2 separate regions of the Ovis aries genome follow, and region 2 is linked to region 1. A link is a contact called in public Hi-C data. All regions are on one chromosome and are shown on one strand. Each heading gives the region's core, a stretch centred on a gene start, on an enhancer-like site or on the middle of the called end of the contact. The rest is flanking DNA. Distances are from core to core; before and after follow the strand shown. Region 1 overlaps TMEM44 (transmembrane protein 44). Region 2 overlaps CPN2 (carboxypeptidase N subunit 2).

Region 1 (6,576 bases), core at 2,052-4,551:
TGAGCCTGAGGCATGTTCCCTTTATCCAGAGAATTTCTATCTCTATGCGAGACTCATTCCCAGAAAAGACCAGGAAAACTCAACCTATTCTTTATGGCCTGGGTAAGTTTCTCCTCCTCCTAGAAGCCTACCACGACACCCACTGAGCTCTTACCCTCTTCTCTGTACTGCTTGTATCACTGGTTTGCGGCTGATCATGGGAGGTCCTGCCCCTTGCCTGAGTGTCTGCCTTGTCCTCAGGTAGATAACAGAGCCCCTTAAGAGTAGGGCACTAGTCTACCCTTGCCCCCCGCCCCCCATATGGTGCTTCTTCTGAACTTGAGGTCAGCTAACTCATCAAAAACAAACACTTAAAACCTAATCCAGAGTGGTGGTCAGTGCCAGGGAATATTTAATCACTGACTCAGACAAGTATGGGAAACCGAAATTTGCAGGAGTAGGGGTAAAAGGTTAAAAAAAAAAAAAAGGTGAGCACACAGGTACTGATGATGCGGTACCAAAGTCTTCCTATTGTTCTAATAGGATGGATAAGAGAGAAAGCTCTGTATGCGGGCCAAAAGCAAGGGAATCCTTACTGATTCCAGCCACAGAGGTATGTGGGGGTCAGGCTCAATTCTCTTCTGTGGGTCTTAATTTCTCCTTGTGTGAACTGGGAGTCTGAATCAGGAACTAGATAACATGAGCTCTCATTTCTGAGTTTCTATGACTGGTGATTCTGAGTCACAAGGCTGCATTTGAGGTATCAAAAGACCCAGGAAACAATAAGCAAAGGCCATGTAGGATGTGTCAGCCCAGGCTAGACAATCTATTTGGGCAAGAAAATAGAGCTAGGCGTAGATGTGCACTCAAGAAAAATGCTCCTCCAGCTGCTCAAACATGAATCAAACAATCCAGTCCTTAGAAGGTCAGGACAAGGTCCTCAAGGCTCCCTGAGTCACTTGACAGACAATGCCTGCAGCCTGCCAGTTATAAAACACAAATTGTAGCTCTGAACAGAAAGAGTCCAATTTAATTCGTGATTTACTGATAATAACTGAATTGATTCTACTACTTGGTCATGAGAAATAGCATTGCGTTAAAATGACCACCTCATCTCCCAGTCACCCTGCTGGTGAGGGCCCGAGCTGATCTGCTTGGGGCAGCTCAGCCCCTCGTCCATGTCTGGGGCTGTGTCAGGCCCTTCTGGTGCCGGTTTCTCATCTACCTGTGGTTGCAGACTTGGGGGTATACCTCTAAGCAAATCCCTTCCAGACATTATCAGAAATGTCAAGTAAAAGAGTTCCCTGGCCCCTCAGCCTCCAAGGCCCAGTTGCCTAGCAGTGGAAGCAGGGGCCTGGTCCGTTCTCTGAGACTGGACAGTGCGTTTCTGGGTGAATTCTATTTTCAAGCGGAGACCCAAGTGCTAGATCTGGTTTTGGACCAGCCTCACCAGGAGGGCCCAGGGTGCTTATCAAAAAGGCTCCCTTGACCCCATCTGTAGCTTGGGATCTAAGGCTTGGCATTTGAACAAGCTCCTAGGGTGATTCTTAGCCACCCTGATGTATCAGAACCACTGCTCCAGCTTCTAAAATGTCTTCTTAAGAGTTATCCTTGCTACTCCTGACCAGTTCAGCTGCCAGGAAACAGAAACTCTGATGAGGCACTCTTTAAACTGGGTTAAAACCTTCAAAAATGTTTTAAATCTCTTCCTTCTGAATTCCCCAAATAATGTGTTTTTAAATGTCATTTTAAGTAATAAAAACATCGCTGGAATCCAGGCATGCAGAGAATTTGAGCAGAAGATAATCTACTCTCTGGTCATAAAAACAAAAAAAGTCCTGGGAGGTGACAGGCACAGGTGGCTGTCATGAATCATGTGCTCATTTGTCACTTGGAGTTGAGGATGGCAGGGAGACAGGAGCCAGCTGGCCAAGGTCTCCAAGTGACAACATGGGGGAATGTTGATCTATGCTCTCTCAGTCACTCCCAGCACCATTGCCACTAGGGAGCTGCTGGGCTTCCTCCTGTTCAGAGACTTTTGTTCCAAGCACATTTCTTCCTTGGGTCATGCATCTTCTCTGAATCCCCACTAGATGGTTTGGACAAAGCAGAAAGAACTCTGAACTGAAAGAGCCTGGAAAGAACCTCAACTTTCAGACTCTCCTCTTATTTTCAGATTTTTTTCCCCTAGAGGAATTTGGCAGGGGCCCAGCCATCTAAGAGGGGCTCACAAAAACAGGAACTGAAATCAAGCCACAGGAAGTCCCTTCTGGAGTAAAGAGAGAGCACAATTGTCCATACCTGCTCCAAGATTAGGGCTTCCCAATACTTCTGCTGCAGAATAAAAAGAGATAAAGAAAAAAAGTGTTGAATAGAGTTTGCCACCATCACGGAGCAGAGCAGAGATCAGCGCCAGCCCATCAGCTCCTTGAGCCAGAAGCCTGGCCCTGCATTGGGCTGGAGGCAAAGGAACAGCTGACTTCAGCAAGCAAGAAGGCAGCAGCTACTAGCGGCTCCAATTTAGTTAAATGGTCACCAGGATAATTGTGATAATTATGAAGGGCTTGAAAAAGATTATCATCTATACAGATTTTAAATTACTATTATTAGGATTTATTATTATTAGACATAACAATGAAGATTCCATTTATTAACCACATGGCTGAGATGAGTCAACTCGAAACCATAAAACTAAGAAAAAGAGATGCAAATAAAATCTTCACTTTGAAACTCCAGGGTATTTGCTACCACCCAAGATTCATTTTTAATCAGCCTTTACTGTACAGTTGGTTCCACCCCAAACCTCAAATATATCTGATTCAGGTTCTTAAAGGGTAACTTTGCCATCTGCTCTCATTCCTCTGGCACCTCCTGCAGTGCCCGGGACATGTGTGTTTGTGTGTGTGTGTGTGTGTGTGTGTGTGTGTGTGTAGCTGTGTTATCTGAATTAAGATTATAAAAACTTTATTGAACCCCTCTATTTGTCTGCTGATAACTGCTAGCCCAGAGATGGGGCTCAGCTATGTGTGTGGGGGGGTGGGGGGTTGCGGGTGGAGTTCCACTCTGGGCCAGAGGTGGAGGAAGGGGCGGAGCAGGCAGAGAGGTGGCCCAGGCTGTGCTGGCAGAGCTCTGCCTCAAGCTCACACCCAGGGCACCTGGTAGGCCCGGGGCAAAGGGCAGAGACCCCATCTTGACTCTGAGGAGGGCAGAGAAGGGGCACCAAAGCTGGGTTCTTGGTCTGTGCCCCCACACAAGCTCCCTGTCCCTCCCTGGGCAGGATGTGGTGGCCCCAGCAGGAGAGAGGGCAGAATATGGGGTGGGTGAGGCAAAAGGAAGCCTGACAGTCTTCTCCCCAGTTCCTCCCTCTTCTCCCGCCTTCCCATCCTCCCCCATGAAGCCCTTCCCGTTTTTTGCAGGAGGACAGAATGTACTTCAAAAACTTGAGTCACCGCTGACTTCAGCTGTGCCACGCCTTTTTCTTTTGAACAACTCTTTAATTATAAGATTTTCAATCATACACAAAAGTAAAACAATAACACCCATGGACACACCCTCCTTCATTTGTTCTAGCTCCCCCAAGCTTTCATTGGCTTAAGTATTTTAAAGTAAATAATGTCATCTGTAAATACTTCAGTATTATCTTATAGATAAGGACTTTAAAAAAATCCTAAGCACAATGCCATTATTACACCTAACAAAGTTGTTATAATTCCACAGCATTGATTTTTTAATGACATCCTACTGGAGGGAACATAAACTGAAAAAAAAAAAAGATTAATTGGAGAAGATACGAAATTACTAAAAATGATGGTTCCTCATACAGTGCAAAGGACGGAAATGTTGATGACAACATAGGGATTGAAAAAGTTACATAACTTCTGCAAACGTAATGGAAATAAAACGAGAGGTGAAAGAAAGAATGGTAACCTTCATCTTTCTTTAGAAAATACACATGTTCATGTAAAGTATAATTGGTGATGTGTGATTGCCACAGTGAGTTTTGTAGTTTGTTTTAAAAAAATTACTAAATTCAGTGTGATATACTGGATTATATTCTGGAACAGAATAAGCATTTTAATGGAAAAACTGGTGTAATTCAAATAAAGTCTGTACTTTAGGTAACAGTAATGTACTACCGGAATAATGTTAATTTCTCAGTTCTGACACATGCAGCATGGTGCTGCAATGTGTTAATCTTAGGAGGAATTGAGTGAAGGTAAATAAGAACGCTCTGCACTACCTTTGTAACTTTTCTGTAAATCTAAAATTATTCCCAAAGAAAAAGTGTATTTAAAGACAAGCAAACAAGTAAGCAAACAAATAAAGAAGCTGGAGTCCTAACCAGGTTTGAAATGAAACCCTGAAACCGCCTTTCCAAAATCTTCAGCAACCTAAAATTTCAGAAGAGTGCCCTCTAGTGGAAGTAGTAGATGAGACTGTCCCTAAGAAATATGATTAATCCAAATCTTTGTAACTGAGGTCTCTCTCCACCCCTTAGGAAAAAAAGCGAAAATAACTAACATTTTTGTAGTCTTTTCCCTGTTTCAGGAGCAACATTTGTTCATTTTTGTATAGAAACTTTTTAAACAACCAAACTGAAGACTGCATGTAATTCTATCCCTGAAAGAGAGCCTTTATGATTTAATGAAGGAACAGCCCTCTGAAACACACACGCAAAAATCAAATTATGCAAATTGCTTTTCTCTCTTAACACAGAATAAGCATTTCTATACACCCTTAAATTGTCTTTAGGACCACAATTCCATCACTTTCGTGAACCACAGCACACAGTATTTCAATTCACCTCATTGCTAAAAGTACACTTTTGGTGTTCTGAAACCTGCCCCCAAGTCATGCGCTAACTTCTTTGTTCCTGAAGACTCTGAGGCGTATCTCTGCCACTGAGGAGAGTCACTTTCCAGACTGGCAGCTGAATGGGCCCCCAGAGGCCATCTGTACAACACCCTCCTTATATTTAGGGAGAAGAGACCTCCCCAGGACTCGGGTGGTGAGATGCTGCTGGGCTCAGGACCCGTTATAAAGGCTTTTTTTGTTTTTCTGAACATAAAGTTTTGAGACTGGCCAGATACACACCAGCTACAGTTCAGTCTTAGATTTCATTAAGTAGATTTCCTTTTTTATTTTCCTTGCACCTCTGAGGCATTTAAACCTTCCACCGTGCACTTCAGTATCTCATCCTTCCTATTTTTTTTAGTTAATTAAGCAGTTCTGTAGCACTTAACTTGGGATCAAACATGGTTTCCGCTCTCATACATTCTTTCCCTATCTCTACCAGCTCTCTACCTCTCTGCCTTATGGTTATACAGCGGAGTGACAAACAGACTCAAGGGATTAGCTCTGGTAGATAGAGTGTCTGAAGAACTATGGATGGAGGTTCGTGACACTGTGGAGTGATCAAGACCACCTCCAAGAAAAAGAAATGCAAAAAGGCAAAAATGGCTGCCTGAGGAGGCCTTACAAACACCTGAGAAAAGAAGAGAAACGAAAGGTAAAGGAGAAAAGGAAAATTATACCCATTTGAATGCAGAGTTCCAACGAATAGCAAGGAGAGATAAGAAAGCCTTCCTTGGTGATCAATGCAAAGAAATAGAGGAAAACAATAGAATGGGAAAAATTAGAGATCTCTTCAAGAAAACTAGAGACACCAAGGGAACATTTCATGCAAAGATGGGCACAATAAAGGACAGATATGGTATGGACCTAACAGAAGCAGAAGATATTAAGAAGAGGTGGCAAGAATACACAGAAGAACTGTATAAAAAAGATCTTCATGACCCAGATAATCACGATGGTGTGATCACTCACCTAGAGTCAGACATCCTGGAATGCAATGTCAAGTGGGTCTTAGGAAGCATCACTACGAACAAAGCTGGTGAGGTGATGGAATTCCAGTTGAGCTATTTCAAATCCTAAAAGATGATGCTGTGAAAGTGCTGCACTTAATATGCCAGCAAATTGGGAAAACTCAGCAGTGGCCACAGGACTGAAAAAGGTCAATTTTCATTTCAATCCCAAAGAAAGGCAGTGTCAAAGAATGCTCAAACTACTGCCCAATTGCACTCATCTCACGCACTAGCAAAGTAATGCTCAAATTTCTCCAGGTCAGGCTTCAACAGTACATGAACCATGAACTTCCACATGTTCAAGCTGGATTTAGAAAAGGCAGAGAAACCAGAGATCAAATTGACAACATCTGTTAGATCATCAAAAAAGCAACAGAGTTCCAGAAAAACATCTACTTCTGTTTTACTGACTATGTCAAAGCCTTTGACTGCGTGGATCACAACAAACTGTAGAAAATTCTTCAAGAGATGGGAAGACCAGACCACCTGACCTGCCTCCTGAGAAATCTGTATGCAGATCAGGAAGCAACATTTAGAACTGGACATGGAACAACAAATGGGTTCCAAATTAGGGAAGGAGTATGTCAAGGCTGTGTATTGTCACCCTGCTTATGTAACTTATATGCAGAGTACATAATGAGAAACGCTGGGCTGGATGAAGGTCAAGCTGGAATCAAGATTGCCGGGAGAAATATCAATAACCTCAGATATACAGATGACACCACCCTTATGG
Region 2 (6,576 bases), core at 1,875-4,374, 240 kb before region 1:
CTCAAAGAGCACAGTGACTCTGGTCTCGCTCAGCCAACTTAAAAGGCCTGCAAACAGCTTGCCCTGACTGCTGGCCAGTGCTTTTCCCCCATTTCCCCAGCACCGTTCAACACAGAGAAAGATTATTATATTTTAACTTAACAAAGTGTTATATTTGGGGGGGGAGATATAATTAAGAGAAATGTCTGCTTGATTATCTTGCTCCTTTATTCCTGGCAGTAGACATAAAGACCGCTTGGACCAGGAGCTGTAGCTCAGCGGGCATCCTTCTGGTGGAGATTTGTGATGTGACTCCTGTGTGCTGGGTATGGCCATCCTTTCCCCAGACAGTGGCCCTCACGACCAGCTGGAAGCCAGCGGTCAGCGCAGCCTGGACTTGGACCAGTGAAAATAAAAGCATGGGGGCCAGCACCACAGGACCCTCAGTCACTCAGGATCTCCTCCTGTCTGAGGAAGCCATGTTCCCCAACCTGGAGGAGCTGGTCAGAATCATTATTAAATCAGATGCTTTGGAGAACTGGACCAGATGAATCTGGGAAAGTCTGTTCCTTTGGCAAATCTGCCAGGCTACCTTCCATCACCTTAGACTCTAATTGGCTTGACTCTCAGGCAGCACGTCTTTTTAAAGGGACATCACTGGACAGGACAGGATGGCAAAGTTGTACTTTTTTGCCTAAAGCTGGCATCTTTCTCCTCCTTTCCCCTTAAACTCCACCTGCCCATGGTCAGTGGCTTCACTGTCCTCCCCATCTCCCAGGAGAGAAAACTGAGAGTCACCCCAGGTATCTCCCTCCCCGCCCCCATCTTCCAGTAGCCACCCCATCCCTGTCCCCCTCACCAAAATCTTTCTTTGCCTCAGGCTGTCTCCTGTGCTGGGAGGAGTGGCTGCCAGGGGCACCCTGAGGCTCCGCTATGTCCGCACTGAGCATGATCCTGATTTCTCATTTCCATATTATTAATATTAATTCTCAACTAATGGGTACAAGGCAATGCCTGTATTGTTTGAATCTGCATCTCTGTAATTCACATTTCAGTCTTTTAATCCATTTGTATAGGTACTGTTCAGGTCCTGACAACTTTTCATCCTATCTCCTTGGCGCCCCTGGCCCTTGGGGCTCTGAGCCCAAGCCAGGCAGGAGTCCTCACTGTTTTCCCTGCCTCTTGCTGTCAGACTTCACAGGCATAAGCCTTCCTGCTGGGGGCCAGGGTGAGGAACTCCACCCATTGCAAAGGTCATGAGGAAGGAGGCTTGGCATACGCAAAGGTGTGATCAAGCCTCAGGAAACCCCCTGTTCCAGAGCATCTACCCCCAAAACCAGAGTCTATCTACTTTACTGTTTCATGCTCTCACCTACACCTCTGACTTTATGGGGGGCTGTTCCCCACCGGTTCTCTCGGAGAAGGAGTCAACGTGCAGCTCCAAGGCAATAAAAATTCCTGGGCGTGACAAGAGTGTTTCAGCTTACAGATTCCTCTGAAGGTTATCTAGCCCGCCTGTATAGGTTTGTCCAGCCACATGTGATTGTTTACAGCCTCCCAACCTGAGATGTTTTAGACTTACTAAAGGCAAATTCTTTTGGGAAATTGTCAGTATAGTGGATTGGTTAGGAATTATATTGGTGAAGGGTTTTTCATTTGTTGTGCCAATAATTGCTGCTAATTCCCTGCTCTGGGTAGAACAAGGATGTCTCAGGTCAAACCTCTCTGCTGGCAAACTAGCTTGTGTGACAGGATTATCCATACTTCTGCCACATGACTGTTTACTACCTCTCAACCATAAACAGCACAGAGAGTTTTGGAGTATTTTGAGAGTCTTAATTAGCATAGGGCTTTTCTCATTGTTGAGTCAATGATTGCCGCTGGGCCTCCATATCCTTAGGCACCTGGGAATATATTAATCAATGTATTTGGAATATAGAAAAGGAAATATAGTAGTTTTTAAGGTTAGCAATACTAGACTTTTTGAGTTAATGAATCTTCTCTTTTGTAATAGATCACTGTACTTTGTTATAAATCACTGTGTCCTTGCTATGTAAAAATGTAACTTTATCACTAACTTAAGACTAAATAGATCTTAAGGGAAGCATTGGTGAAAGGATTTTCATTTGTTGGGCTGATGTTTGCTGCTAAATCTCCATATTCCCTGCCCTTATAATGAATATAACTAACATATAGGAGAAATAAGTATTAACCTTTAAGCATATAGGAGAAATAAGTATTAACCTTTAAGATTAATCATGTTAACCTTGGGTTAAATAAATTCCTTTCTTGATTGTAACTCACTACACCCTCACCCTATAGGAATGCAACTTTATTTGGAGGGTGGTGCCTGGTTTAAGAAAAAACACCCTTGGAAAAAATAAGTTTTTGGTTATCAGAAAGAAAGGGTTGTAAAATGTCAGCAGGCCTCATGGCCAGAAGATGATGTAAAACCCCTAAGATCTTTTTTTATGTAAAGCACCTGATTTTGATAAAGGTCAGGACTGCTGACCCCCGTGTGACTCTGTATTCATCCTTATGTGTAACAAAAGGCGTATAAGCAAACCCAAAAATAAAGAAATCGGATCAGTTTCTGGAAATTCTGATTCCCCCGTGTCGTTTTCTTCCCTTCTGGCTGAATTCCCATCTGGTACGTGGGTACTCACCAAAGCTACTAACTTTGCCTGGGCTTCTGAGATCGGACCAGGGAGGCTTCAGTGCCTCCTCTCCTTCGGGAGAACGGAAAGACGCCTGTGGCCTACGTAGGTGGTGATTGGTATTCCACGTAAACCAAGTTTTTCAGCCTCCTTTTCTCCACTAATTTTCCTACTACACTATCCGTTTCTAATCTCTCTATATATCTGTAATTAAATAAGTTTTTTCCTAGGACGCCTATTCCGTCTCCCCTTCGAATTACCCTGGATCCACTGGGGCTGGACCCCGGCACCTTCCTCTCCATAAAGCCCTTCAGGAACAGCTGGGCATCCATAATGAATATGCAGCCTGCTCACCGTGGCCCTCGAAACTCCAGCTAGCTTTCCAGCCTTGCTTGTCTTTCCATCTGCTTTCCAACCAGCCTGTTCCAGAGGCCTCAGCCCTGACCTCACCGCTTGCCTGTCTCCACCCCTTGGCTCATGCTCTGCTTGCACAATCTCAAGGCTCAGGGATCCAACACAGCTTCCGGAGGTCTGTGCTCGTCTGACCTCTGCCTCCCCTGAACTCGCCAGCACCTGCTCGGCGCCCACCCCATCAAGCTTGTGTTTCCATCCCAGACACCCCCTATCTGCTCTTTCCCATCAGACCGTGAGCTCCTGGAGAGCCTGCTTACATCTGATTCTCTTCTCCCAACCCCTGGACTTCAGCCAAGCCAGTCCACACTGTAGGCGTGGGCAGGGAAACCGGGCAGGCGGCTGGGCCGTGGTTCAGTACAGGGAGACCAAGAGCTTCTCCGGGCTGGGAACGGGAAAGGAGATACGGACAGAGGACACTCAGAGGCAGTCAGTGACAGGCTGGCCATGAGGACTAAGGGGAGGAGAGTCTGGAGACCACTCCCAGCTCCTGGGCTTGGTGACTTGCAGGGCAGGGGTCCTGGAGGAGCTGGGGACAGAGTCTGGCTTACACATGTGTGTGGCTGTCCTGCTGGAACACCAGTTGCTGAGCAGAGAGAGGTGTCACCGTGGAGCCAGACACCAGGCCTAAGGCGGAGATTTGAGACAACCAGAGAGGAGCCCCTAATCACCGCAACTAGGGCAAAGCCCCTGCAGCAACAAAGACCCAGTGCTGCCAAAACTAAACAAACAAATAAGTTAATTAAATTATTTTTTTTAAGATGGAGATTTGAGGTCATCAGCGTAGAGGTGGGATCTGACTGCAAGGGTCTGCATGGGAATTACCCAGGGAACCCGACTGACAGCCAACCCGAAGGCGACCAGCATGCAAGAGGTGAGGGGAAAACTGGTTGCGGGGGTGCAGCCAGACTTGGGTGAGAGGATGGTGTCCTGAGAGCTGAGAGAGGACCATTGCTGTGAGTGAGCAGCCCACAGGCGCAGACGCTCAGAACTGAAGGACATCCGTCCCCGCCCACCCAGCTCCTTGTCCTCCCGGCTCGCTCCTCAGGGAGGAGCCATCCTATCAGCTGAGCAGGCAAAGCCACGGTGTTCGCCCTCCCCAGGGGCCCCGTCACCTGATTTCTCCTGGACCCCCTGGAGGTGGGTACGCGCAGCTTGAGTCCTCAACACCAAGTCAGAGCTCTACCCCACCCCTCATCTTTTTCATCAGCCCTGCTTTTATCCTCTCCCTTTCTCTTTTGATCAATTAAAACCACATTTCCATATGGTAGTGTATATGTTTCCATGCCTCTCTCTCTGTTTGTCTCACCCTCTCCTTACCCACCCTCCATGACCTTGTCCATCAGTCTGTTCTCTATCTCTGCATCTCCACTGCTGCCTTGCAAATAGATTCATCAGTACCATCTTTCTAGGTTCCATGTATATGCGTCAATCTACGATATTATATTGTAAAGCAGTTGTCCTTCAATTAAAAAAAAAAAAACACCACGTTTTGAGGCAGAGGAATAGAAACAGACATTGGCTCTTGAACTGGATGTCAAGAGAGGTTGGCCTCTATTTTGTGGAAACGGAGCCCTGGTATCTCAGGGTGGAGATGAGACAGGGGTAAGTATTAAATAACAGAAAAACACCAGGGGAGCCACATTGCTTTATTCTCCAGACCACAACGCAGCTTTGATGGGTGCTTTGCAAAGCTTGCAGAAGGTCCTATTAGGTATCATTCTCAGAGACCAGGGTAATGAAAGAGCCCCTGGGTGGTGGAGCCAGCCATGCCCCCTTATCCACCTTGGAGATGCAACTCCAGCCCTCGCATTTGAAGAACCCAAGCCTCAGCTCCTCTCACCATCTCTTGCCCAGCTGGGCCCAGAGGCCATCTGCCTAGGGTCCTGGCCCATCTGCCCTGCACCTATGGCTCCCCTGCCAGAGCCTCAATGGACACAGTGACCCTCACAGAGCCACAGCTGGACTTCAAGTCCCACTCCTGACTGGCATTGATGGGTAGTCCTGGGGAGCCCGAGCCCTGCCTGGGGGACAGCTGGACACTCAGCCAGCGACACCGGGCCTCATCGCAAGCCAGCACCACGGTTCCCTCGGGATTGCTGTAGGTGCATCGGCTCCTGGCTGCCCTTTCCTCCGCAACCAGATCCCAGGCGCCCCCCGGCTCCCTGTCCTCCGGGCCCGGAGCCTGGAAGCCCAGGTGGTCCCGGGTGATGGGGCACACCAGCTGTTCTTCCTTCAGTGCAGGCACCACCTGGCCCTTGAGGTAGGCAGGGCCGGCACAGTAGGTCTGGATGTTGAAGAGCCGGTCGCTATACTGATGCAGCCAGCTAAAGAGATAGGCCAGGTTGCAGTCACACTGCCAGGGGTTCCCATACAGGGCCAGGTTGAACAGGTTGTCGTTGGTGTCGAAGATGCCCTCGGGGAGCGTGGTCAGGAGATTCCTGGAGAGGCTGAGCAGCTCGAGCTTGGACAGGTTCTGGAAGAGGGTGGGGTGCAGGACCGTCAGGTTATTGCTGCTCAGGTAGAGCTTGACCAACCCCTCGAGGCCTCTGAACACACTGGCCGGCAGATGGGTGAGGGCGTTGTGCGAGAGCGTGAGGAATCTGAGGCTGGTCAGGTTGGCAAAGGCTGCCTCGGGGACTGTCTCCAGCTGATTGTGGGACAGGGACAGGCTGACCAGGCCTGGGGAGTGGGCGAAGAGGCCGGCAGGCAGTGTCTGCAACACGTTGCCCTGTAGGCTCAGGAAGGTCAGGTTGGGCAAGGCGGAGAAGACAGACCCGGGCAGGTGACTGATGGCATTGCGCTGCAGCCACAGCTCCTCCAGGCAGGAGAGCTGCGCGAACACTTCTGGGGACAGCTCGGAGATGGAGTTTCCGTCTAGGAAGAGTTCCTGCAGGCTGCCCAGACGGCTGAAGAGCCCCCGGGGCAGACTTGCCAGCTGGTTGTTGCTCAGCCTCAGGGTGTGCAGGCGGCTGAGGGGGTGGAAGAGCTCCTCGGGCAGGTAGGCCAGGAGGTTCTGTGCTAGGTTGAGGGTCTTCAGACTTCTCAGAGGCTGGAAAAGCCTCTGGGGCAGGGTCTGGAGCCGGTTGCCCTGCAGCTGGAGGGACTCCAGGCCACCCATGTGCTGGAAGAGGTCCTCAGGCAGGGCCTCCAGCATGTTGAAGTTGAGGGTGAACTTGCTCAGCGAGATCAGGTTGGAGAAGATGTCGGCGCTGAGGTTGGAGAAGTTGCCCCCGGTGATCTCCAGGTCCTGGAGCCCCAGCAGGCCCCCGAAGGCATCTGGCCTGAAGTGGCACACCTGGGTGTTGAGGAAGACCACCTTGGTCAGGTTGGGGCTGCCGCTGAAGGCCCTGGAGCCCACCACAGTGAACGAAGTCTCCACAAAGATGATGTCTGTGGCATGTGGCGGGATGTCCAGTGGGACGGCGGCGAGCCCCTCGTCCGAGCAGAACACCTCCCGGATGAAGCAGTCACAGCCCTGGGGGCAGGGCAGGGTGGACCTGGCCAGGAGCAGGAGGCAGGCCCAGCG

What was found. Hi-C and Micro-C count contacts between places; a contact is called where the count stands out from the background.
Region 2: a contact with region 1 is called in a Hi-C map of skin fibroblasts, with 3 times the contacts expected there. The contact joins two enhancer-like sites. A contact is called at or near these places in 3 of 16 Hi-C or Micro-C datasets (mixed tissues, skin fibroblasts and tail adipose tissue).

Annotation. Positions count from the first base shown.
Region 1 is chr1:193,773,401-193,779,976 of ARS-UI_Ramb_v3.0, reverse strand. All of the region lies in intron 9 of TMEM44 (transmembrane protein 44), which reads right to left. Among named protein-coding and RNA genes, the nearest start is that of TMEM44, 39 kb to the right of the region's middle. Within about 2 kb of position 3,301, at least 12 of the 54 cell types and tissues checked have an H3K27ac peak or open chromatin away from gene starts, as enhancers often do.
Region 2 is chr1:194,008,874-194,015,449 of ARS-UI_Ramb_v3.0, reverse strand. CPN2 (carboxypeptidase N subunit 2) reads right to left here. Exons shown (of 2, transcript XM_004023405.6): 2 at 4,676-6,576. The coding sequence ends at 4,954. Among named protein-coding and RNA genes, the nearest start is that of CPN2, 10 kb to the right of the region's middle. Within about 2 kb of position 3,124, at least 22 of the 54 cell types and tissues checked have an H3K27ac peak or open chromatin away from gene starts, as enhancers often do.